Linked DNA regions of Mus musculus: all the other regions are linked to region 2. Evidence: chromatin contacts called from public HiChIP or PLAC-seq and promoter capture Hi-C data. All regions are on one chromosome and are shown on one strand. Each heading gives the region's core, a stretch centred on a gene start, on an enhancer-like site or on the middle of the called end of the contact. The rest is flanking DNA. Distances are from core to core; before and after follow the strand shown. Region 1 has its middle 46 kb from the start of Ly6f. Region 2 holds the start of Ly6l (lymphocyte antigen 6 complex, locus L). Region 3 holds the start of Ly6f (lymphocyte antigen 6 complex, locus F).

Region 1 (3,283 bases), core at 419-2,918, 130 kb after region 2:
TTCGTTTCAGATTATGCCCTTCAAAGAAAGCCACTTAGAACCAGCCCAAAGCCATTGTCATCATCACTCATCCAGACCATAAACTTGCTGGCTGTCATGCTAAATTCTGTCCTAAGGGCACTCCTCTGCAGTTGAATTTGGGATTGAACCTCTTCTGCCTTGTCATAGAAGCTTAGCCTGCAAGTATAAGTGTCTCCCTAACACTCCTGCCTTATTTAGAAAGATGAGCTTTGGGACTCTCACTTCCTCTTTTCCTGGCATACAATAGCAGTTTCTTGGGAGAAACCCACTGTGTTCAGTTACAAAACTACAGTTGTTAAAAAACAGGAGAACTCCATGGACATAGATTTGGTGATGGTGTCTTATACCAGAATACAAGCGATAACAGAGACCCTGAATTTAAGAATAAAATTCTTGAGTGGGTTGTGGTTGTGCTGACATGCAGTCCCAGCACTGGGGACATTTGCCTGCTTATAGTAAGGAGGGCCATGGGCTCTGAGCCACTGCAACCCATATCTTTTATTTAGAAACAGGAAAAGGATGGTGATGGCAGGAGCAGCAGCTGGAACACAGGGTTTGTTGGATATGTGTTTAAGCCTGACTGGAGTACAGAGCAAGTTCCAGGACAGCCAAAGCTACAGAGAAAACATTTTTCTCAAACAAACAAACAAACAAACAAACCAAAAACATGAAGGAAAACAAAACACAAACCAGGAAAAGTCTTAGCAGGCTGCCTCCTTCCCTGGCTTTCTGAATGGCAAGCACAAGTCCACCATGGTACCTGCCCTTCTGCCTTCTTAGTTCTCCAGCACAATGGTCCAATCCTAACTGCAAGGTCCTCCCTCCCCCAACTCCCATACAAATCTGGCTAAGTCTTACACAAGAAATATATTGACCTGGAGAATGTAAGAACCAAAAATCTCTCTTTTCAGGATGCCAGCTAGAAGGAGCTGAGGAATGGTAAAATACTTCAGTCCACATCTGACACACCTTGCCACTGTGCCTGCAGCCAGGCCTGAGAGGAAGCAAGGACTGGTGTCAGGAGGGAGCTGCTAGGTGACAAAGGAAAGAGCCCTCAGAATAGGGCTGGGGTTGGGAGTGTGAGATTAGGAAGGAAGAGCTGGGTGGGTGGTGGAGGAGAGAAGTAGGCAGACATGAATTCCTCAGGGAAAGCTGTGTAGAGGGTTGGAGGGAGGGAAGATTGGATGATTGAGCTGAGTGAGAGCCCAGGGATGTGATCGGGAGTCTATTAACTGGTTGCAACTTCCAAGGTTTTATCTGTGCAGCCCTTCTCCAAGGATGGACAATTCTCATGCTACAAAGTCCTCTGTGCTCATCCTCCTTGTGACCCTACTGCGTGCAGAAAGAGGTGAGATGGAAAATGGGAGAGTGGCAGGAGGGTACAATGGAGATGGAGAGGGTCCTCAGGGTTGTGGGTACACCTGCACCTCCATTGTGTGCCCATTACCACAGATATGCTGGAGTCAGTGAATTGGGAATTGACTTGTGGTGGGTGAAGCCTCCTGTGCTGGGGTGCTTTACTGGATCTGTAAACCTGCCAGCACCTTCCTTGCAATAATCAAAAGATGCCAGCAGGACTTTTGGACCTCACTACCTCTGGCACAAACCCTGACCACCAGAACAGCCTGTCCTTAGACGATCCTGATGACATGTTGTCCTAATCAGGCCACTGGCCTGGGTGCTCAAACTGGCAGAGCCTTCTTTTCCTGACTCTGTTGCCAAGTCAAAGGGTTTGGAATCCTTAACTCTTGGCATTTGACTTTTTCTTATGCCCATCCCATCCCACTTGAGGCCCCGATGCTAGAACTTCCCTAAACTATGAGATCAGAGCTCTCTGATGCTCCTATACCTCTAGTTACATCTGTGTTGTGGGAAGCATCATGTTGAACCTCATCTTCTGATGGACTCTGGGAATATCAGTGCTCTGTCATACTCCAATTCCTAGGTCCTAGCTCTGCAGGTTGGATAGATCAGAACATCCCTCCCTTTTTCATGGACCCAGGACCTACTTACAGAGCCACTCACTTTTCAGCCTACATTTAGTATCTATGTCTTCTCAATATGGGGACTATTTCTCTAATACCTCTTGGGGTGCAGGTCTCTCCTGTGGGGCTGGCTAGCTGTGACAGTAGTATGGAGCATATTTGACCAACCATGGCTCTTGTTTTTAGTGGAGTTTACTGTGCATTAATGTCCTTTCTCTGTCCTAGCGACCAGCAGTTGTGTGAAAGTAAAGACATTGGAGAGGAGTCTAGTCTAGGAAGCACATGCCCTAGCCCTCAATATTTTCTTCTTTCTCAGCTCAGGGTCTAGAGTGCTACCAATGTGTGAAGGCCCCACTTGAGACTGCCTGTAAATCACTTCTCTGCCACTACCCTGATGGATTCTGTACAGCTCAGGAGGCAGAAGTTATTATGGATAAGTTCCCTGTGATCTATATAAAGATGGGTGAGGGTAACATGGGATAAAAGATCAAGTCTGTGTGTGAGGCATTGGGCTATACACAGACACTCTGGTCTCCAGTTGAGCTGAGATGTTGAACCCTGGGACCCGGTGGTGATAATTCACCTACATGGGACAGAGGAGTTCTCTCATGTCTCCTGGAACCCTGGCTCCTGTCGAGGTTACTGCCCCCTCAGCCCCTACAGGAGAAGCATGGTTAGTAATCACAGAGGCAATGTCCCAAGCTTCTGACCTTCAGGCTAAACTCCTCCCCAGTTACCTAGCAACAGAAAAGATAGCAACATATTTTAAGAGGGGCTTAAATGCCCTTCCTCACTCTCTCACTCCTCTTGCTCTCTTGCTCTTACTCTCCTCTCGCCTCTCACTCCTTCTTATTCTCTAGCTTTCTGCTCTCTCTCCTTTCCCCTTTCTCTCCTCTTGGCCATGGCTGGTCTCTATCTCTCTCTTAACCTTCTCTCTTTCCCCTGCCTTTCTATGATGAAGCTCTAAAATCATAGACTGTCTCTGTTCATCTGTGTTTACTCCTGACTGCGTGGGAACCTCTCGCCCACAGCCCTCTCTCCCATAATCCCGGGGCTACAAGTTGTCATCCTGGGGCCCCAGGTTGGGGGCTGCCCCTTGTCCACCCCCTGTTGAGTGGGCTCAGTGGCTTAGATGCCCACCCGGGGCCGAGTGGAAAGTGTCAGGCAGCCCTCCCCCATCTGCCTTCCCAGAGCATAGGGAAGACTTCTGGCCACTCTGGCCAGAAGTGTGTTATCCTCTCTCCCCCCTCTTTCCCCAGCCCCCCTTTTTATTTCCC
Region 2 (3,461 bases), core at 427-2,926:
GGGTGAAATGGGGCAAGCATCCAGTGTGCAAGGCTGGATCTGGCCTTCCTGGGCCACCTTCTGCAGTCTGCTCAGAGGCAAGATCCACAGAGTCTCAGGGGCCCTGCTACTCAGTGTCACCACAAACCTGGGATATGTCAAGGAGCTTAGAGATCTCCCCAGCAGCCCCTCTCTCCCAGGGTGGTCAAGGGCAAAAGTAGAAGAGGCTGGTTGCCAAAAAGTACATTGCTTGGTGGCACAGAACTCGGGATGGCTAAGCATGTTCTAACAGAGCCCGTGGCCTCCTTGAAAGTCCAGGACATTCCTCCCTTCATGAGTGCATCAGATCTTCCCAGAACACTTAACACCCAAAGGAGTCCTGAGAGTCTACTCCCTGCACAGAGCTGCCAGTTGTTACCTTCCAGCTCCAGATAAACTGAACATAAAGCTGGGTATGTGTGTGGGGGGCAAAGGTGAAAGGCTGGAAGAAAACTGGAGAAAGTTGCACAAAGTCCCCTAGCCTCCAAATCTTCTATTAAAACTAATCCCTTTTCTGTGATAAGTAAAAGAGACCCTAGGGTCAGGACTGCCCCTGATGAGAACAGGGGCCTCACCATGGGAAACCTACTACTCTCTTTGGGAAAATTCCACTTGGGAAATGTGGCTTCAAAGTGCCATAGCTATACAGGAGGAAAAACTTCAGTAAGAAGCAACCAGAGGCAGGATTCAGTGTTGCGCATATTACTACAAAGGACAGTCTGTCAGGCCTCTCTGCCTGAGGATCATGCTGTACCACTCCTTCTGGGGCTTGTCTTAGGCCAGGAAGGCATTATTCTCAGGAATAGGCTTGAGGAAACAGGAGATGCCCAAAATTTAAGTATTAGTCTGCAACAAGGCTCAGGATGTTTAACTCAGGGAGGAGGTAGTTCTGAGGTGTCTGCAGCATCCCAGGGAACTAAAGCTAGATCAAAACAACTACTACCACCATGTGTGTGCTCACAACAGGTCTGGACATTTTCATATTTTCTCCTTTCTGTGGAGTTGGGACAAGGAATATTGGCTTTGTTCCCATTATCCTAAGGCTGACCGTAACTAAGGTCCCACTGCCTCTGTAACAGCACGTGATGCCCCATGTGAGTGGGTGGCCTTGTAAAACTTGTCCCTGACTGGCTGCCTCACTTGGGAATTCAATGTCTCATCAGAGCTTTTGTCCTGGGGAGAGTTCTAGAAGCAGTGACATAGGAACAGATATGGCAATTGGAAGAGAAAAAGGAGAGGTCACAATTCTGACCACACCTTCCTGTATTGTCCAGCACCTAGAAGACTTGCTGAGCCTGCAGGTGTGACCCAGCCTTGCCAGTGGTTCTGGAGACATCCAGGCTAGAGAACAGACTCACTCGTGTAAAGGAGAACCTCGTTGCTCACGCAGACTTTTTCGTTGGGCCGACACTCTATGGGGTGACACTTGCTGGCCTGGAGAACCTTGAAGCACTCGAAGCAGCTCAGGTTTTGGGCTATGAACAAGAACACGCAGAGGTGGTTAGGCAAAACAGGCCAACACCCCCACACTACCCCTGCCCCATCCCCCTCTACCCCTGCCCAGTCCTTACCTGGTACCTCGTTGACCATCATGCCTCCGGTGAGCTCCATAGACACCAGCGATGCCCAGAGCACCAGGAGAAGCGGGGCCATGTCTCTTGGGAGCCTTAGTCCTGCCTGGATCCTGCACAGCCTGGTACCTTGCCCTGCCACAGCCCAGTGCACCAGGACTGTGGTGCCTGGAGGAGGAGGTGGAGCACTGGCTGGAGTCTGCAGTCCTTCCCCAAAGGTTTCCAGATGAAGGAACAGCAAAGGTTGTGTGTGTGTTTGTGTGTGTGTGTGTGTGTGTGTGTGTGTGTGTGTGTGTGTGTGTGTATGAGAGAGAGAGAAAGAGAGAGAGAGAGAGAGAGAGAGAGAGAGGGAGAGAGAGAGAGAGAGAGAGAGAGAGAGAGAGAGAGAGAGAGAGAGAGAGGCAGAGGGAGAGAGAGAGAGAGGCAGAGGGAGAAGGGTGTGTTGGTGTGTTAGTTTCTCCTCTGGAGATATCAGGACACCTAGTGTGTCCTCTACTTTGGGACCCACCACCTTTGCAGGCCTTACAGACCTTACCTAAATCCATTTTACCTCAGGAAATGCTGCCTTAATCTAGAGGTGCAACTCAGTTCAATCCATGACTCATCTCATTCTGTCTTTCAACACTGTCCCCTTGAAGACAGTCCCCATAGTGGGACAAAGGGCCACTTCTTTTTCCAGGCCTGTCTGTTCATTCTTTATTCCCTGTCCCTTCCTTCTCTTTACTGTCCCTCTCTTCCCTCTTTTTACCATTTTATAAATGTGGGGGTTTGAATGAGATTGGACGTCATAAGCTCACAGGTTTGACTATTGGTCCCAAGTTCAGTGGAGCTGTTTGGAAATGATTATTAGGTGTGGCTTTGTTGGGGGAGGTTTATCACCGCAGGTGGACTTTAAAGTTTCAAAAATCCACACCATTTCCAATTGGCATTCACTGCCTCATGCTGGTGGATCAAATATAAGCTCTCAGCTACTGTACTAGCCCCACCCTTACCATCTTGGCTGCCATGTTCTGAGCCATAATGGTCATAGACTCTAACCCTGTAAAACTGTAAGGCTCTGTTTTAATCAGGGCTTATATTTCTCCATAAAACATCATAATTAAGAAGCAAGTTGGGAGGAAAGGGTTTATTCAGCTTATATTTCCACATTGCTGTTCATCACCAATGAAGTCAGGACTGGAACTCAAGCAGGGCAGGAAGCAGGAGCTGATGCAAAGGCCATGGAGGGATGTTACTTACTGGCTTGATTCCCCTGGGTTGCTCAGCTTGCTTTCTTACAGAACCCAGGACTACCAGCTCAGGGATGGCCCCACCCACAATGGGCCCTCCCCCTTTTTGATCACTAATTGAAAAAATAGTTTACAGCTGGATCTCATGGAGGTGACATTTCCTCAAGGGAGACTTCTTTCTCTGTGATAATCTAGCTGGTGTCAAGTTGACACACAAAAAACATCTACTACAGGCTCTTCTAAAAGTTGCCTTGGTCATGGTCGTACCAAAGCAATACAAAAGTAACTAACACAACCAATATTTATGGGACTGGAGAGATGGCTCTGCACATAATTATAAGTGTTGCAGTAGGCAATTAATCCTACTTAAATCAACCTGGTGTTGATGGCAGGAGTTCTTCTGTCCAATGTTCTGGGTTCCCAAATGAAAGACATATGCACATCCTTATATTTTAATATGCCTTAGCTCAATTGCTGGACCACTCTCAAATACCCTTGTGGATAAGAACTGTTCTCTGATACTCCTGAGTTATTATTTACTAGAGTCTATACACTATCTTTGCTGCCCTAGAGGCAGTGAGGGGAGGGGAGCTGGGGACGCCCTTCCCTGGCTCTTACATCTCTTGTATGCTCTCTCTTCTGC
Region 3 (3,156 bases), core at 374-2,873, 180 kb after region 2:
CAGCCCCCACTTTGAAGGAATCCCACTCCAAACCCAAGAAAGCTCTGTTTCAAGGGAGGAGAACCATGGTCCTTAACAAGTGCCCAGATCTGATGTTTTCTTCCAAGCTACCCTCAGCCATCTTTATGGAGGCCACAGGGAACTTACCCACAATAAGTTCTACCTGCTGAGAAATGCAGACTGCATCAGGGTAGGGGCAGGTAATTGATTTGCAGGCAATTCCAAGTGAAACTCCCAGGCAGTTATAGCACTCCAGCCCCTGAGCTGAGAAAAAAGCCAATATATGAGGGCTAGTTCATGCCCTTCCTAGAACAGAACCCTTCTCTCCAATGTCTTTACTTCCACACAGCTGCTGGGTGCTAGGACAGAGCAAGGATATTACTGCCCAGTCACCTCTGCCAAAAGCAAAAGTGAACCATGACCCTCCATTGTTCAAGTATGCTCGGCCCTGCTGCCTCAGCTAGCCAAACCCACAGCAGAGACCTGCACCCCAAGGGGAATTAGAGGGGCAATCACCATATTGGGAAAACAAAGATACAAAATGTCTGCTCAAGAAATGAGTGGGTGTGTAATAGGTAGTGGGGCCATCAGATAGGGAAGGCTTTTCTGACCTGTCCCACCCTACACCTGCAGAGCTGGCCCCTGTATATTGAAGCATGACAAAGCACTGAATGTCCCAGAGTCCAGCTCAAAGGTCAGACTCACCATGAGGTTTCCTGCAATACACATGTAACTAGAAGTATAGGGGTATCTGAAAGCTCAGACTTCTTAGAATAGAGATGTTCTAGCATTTGGGCCTCGTGTGGCATGTGCTGGGCATAAGGAAAAGTAAAATGCCAAGATTTGAGGATTCCAAACCCTTGGCTTGGCCTTCAGGCCAGAAAAAGAAGCCTCTACCAGTTTGTGTGCACCCAGGCCAGAGGCCTGCTTGGTAGACCAGGGCAGCAGGGTTAGAGTCTAAAGGACAGGCTGCTCTGGTGGTCAGGGTTTGTGGCACAGGTAGTAACATTGAAACGTCTTTCTGGTATGTAGTGATGGTTGCAAGGCAGGCGCTGGCAGGGTTACAGACCCAGTAAAGCACACAACACATGAGGCTTCACCCATCACAAGCCGATTCCCAATCCCCTGACACCAGCACACCTTGGGCACTGAGCACACAATGGAGGTGCAGGTGTAACCACAACCCTGAGGCAGTTTGCCATCTCCATTTTACCCTCCTGGCCATCTCTCATTTTCCACCTCACCTCTTTCTGCACACAATAGGACCACAAGAAGGATGAGTACACAGGACTTTGTAGTGTGACAACTGTCCATCCTTGGAGAAGGGCTGCACAGATCAAACCTTGGAAGTTGAAGCCAGTTATTAGATCATCATTCACATCCCTGGGCTCTCACAGGGCTCAAGCATCCACTCTTCCCACCCTCCAACACTCCCCCCCCCCCCAGCTTTCCCCAAGGAATACATGTCTGCCTATTTCTCTCATCCACCACCCACCCAGCTTTTCCTTCCTAATCTCACACTCCCAACCCCAGCCCTATCCTGAGGGCTCTTCCCTTTGTCACCTAGCAGCTCCCTCCTGACACCAGTCCTTACTTCCTCTCTGACCAGGTTGCAGGCACAGTGGTAAGATCTGTCAGATGTGCACTGAAGTAAGTACTTTAATTTCCTTTAGCTCCTCCCAGCTGACATCCTGAAGAGGGAGGGGTTTCTATACTTACTTCCTCCAGGCCAACATGTTTATTGGTTAAGATTTAGCAAGGTTTGTTGGTGATCTGGTCAGCAAGATTTATAGCTGTTGAGGAGGGAGGACCACTCAGTTGGGGAGAGACAATGGTGCTGTAGGAATAAGAGAGCAGAGATGGAGGGGCCACAGTTGGCTTGTGCTTGCCCTCAGAAAGCAAAGGAAAGAGGCAACTTGCTCAGCCTTTTCCTAGTTTTTTTGTTTGTTTGTTTCCCTTCATCTTTTGTTTTTGTTTTTGTTTTTCGAGGCATATTTGCTCTGTGTAACTTTGGCTGTCCGGGGGACTTGCTCTGTATACCAGGCTGGCTACAACCAATACTTTCAAAGGCAAGTGCTGTAGCTTGTGTTTTTTGCCACCACCACCAGACTTTTTCTTGTTTCAAATTAGAGGGTATGAGTTGCAGTGGCTCAGAGCCCAGGGCCCTCCTTTTTATAAGCAGGCAAACAACTGACAAATACCTGGCGACTGGCTCTACAGGGTCTTATATTCAAAAAGTGCAAGTCCTGAGCAAAGAATTTACTGACAACTGGGATGGAAGTTACTAAGCAGTGTCTGATATGTTTGGGTGATATAAGGGGCTGCAGGTGCTATTAGCATCTGGTAGCTAGAGTCAAGGCAGTTCTTTTCATGGCACAAGGCTTTTTTTTGCAGAGGGTGGATGACCCCAGTGTCCCTGCTGCCCAGAAGCCACCATGAAGAAGCCACATGCTATTTCTTCCTCCTCCAGTTTGTATGTGCCCTGTCTCCTCACCTATGAGGTCCTAGTCCAATGTGTCCCAAAAAGGACATAAGTTTCCTTGGCCTTTATGTCACTACCATGTGGCATGGTATTGTAATAACTCAAACCTTACTAATTAGCCAAATATTGATGGCATCTGTGGCCCAGCCTTGGGATGAGCAGCAGGGCCTCCACAGCAAGCCAGAGTCTGAGTTTCCTAACCTAGTGGAGCTGAGAGCACAGTAAGTAGCCCATGTAAGTGTCTACAAGGCACTGATACAGGTTAGAGTAGGAAGGCTAGGCACCGAATGAGACCTGAGCTGGAAATCATCCTGAGATGATGCCACAGTAAATGAACAGGTATGCTCAGAGGACAATGAGTCAGAAAATGGACCACAGCATCAGTGAAGGTGAGCACATCCACTTAAGCAGGCAAGGCTGCAAAGGGAAGGAAGCCAGAGGCTCAGAGAACATCAAGCAGATTCTCCTGATGTAAACCACAGGGCAGACCAAAGTATCTCAGTCTTTCTAGCATCTCTAGTTGGTTCTACATGTATATCCAACTCCAGTGTCAAAGTTCTAGGTTATGCAGGATGATTAATCGAAAGAAAGAGAGACTCTGTAGGCTGAAGTCAGAATTCTCAAGGAGCAGTGGGGAATCAACCTTTCCAGGACTAAAAACCAAACCCAAAGAC

What was found. Promoter capture Hi-C pulls out the DNA fragments that hold promoters and counts their contacts. HiChIP or PLAC-seq counts read pairs in DNA pulled down with a chosen protein or histone mark.
Region 1: an H3K27ac HiChIP or PLAC-seq map of hepatocytes shows a contact between it and region 2, with 5 times the contacts expected there. The contact joins the enhancer-like site here to the promoter of Ly6l in region 2. A contact is called at or near these places in 1 of 15 datasets of contacts at CTCF or cohesin (pro-B cells), 4 of 484 Hi-C or Micro-C datasets (embryonic stem cells, liver, nephron progenitors and 1 more), 1 of 115 datasets of contacts at active chromatin or transcription factors (hepatocytes) and 3 of 9 other capture datasets (adipose tissue, liver and pancreatic islet).
Region 3: a promoter capture Hi-C map of liver shows a contact between it and region 2, with 5 times the contacts expected there. The contact joins the promoter of Ly6f here to the promoter of Ly6l in region 2. A contact is called at or near these places in 1 of 39 promoter capture datasets (liver), 1 of 484 Hi-C or Micro-C datasets (tail fibroblasts) and 1 of 115 datasets of contacts at active chromatin or transcription factors (pancreatic cancer cells).

What each region holds. Positions count from the first base shown.
Region 1 is chr15:75,312,981-75,316,263 of GRCm38.p6, reverse strand. It overlaps the pseudogene Gm3454. Among named protein-coding and RNA genes, the nearest start is that of Ly6f, 46 kb to the right of the region's middle. Within about 2 kb of position 1,668, at least 4 of the 459 cell types and tissues checked have an H3K27ac peak or open chromatin away from gene starts, as enhancers often do. A contact at or near this core is called in hepatocytes and liver, where this site is marked.
Region 2 is chr15:75,447,667-75,451,127 of GRCm38.p6, reverse strand. Ly6l (lymphocyte antigen 6 complex, locus L) reads right to left here and starts at 1,676. Exons shown (of 3, transcript NM_001347049.1): 1 at 1,590-1,676; 2 at 1,377-1,493. The coding sequence starts at 1,671.
Region 3 is chr15:75,266,888-75,270,043 of GRCm38.p6, reverse strand. Ly6f (lymphocyte antigen 6 complex, locus F) reads right to left here and starts at 1,623. Exons shown (of 4, transcript NM_008530.2): 1 at 1,564-1,623; 2 at 1,245-1,342; 3 at 148-264. The coding sequence starts at 1,314.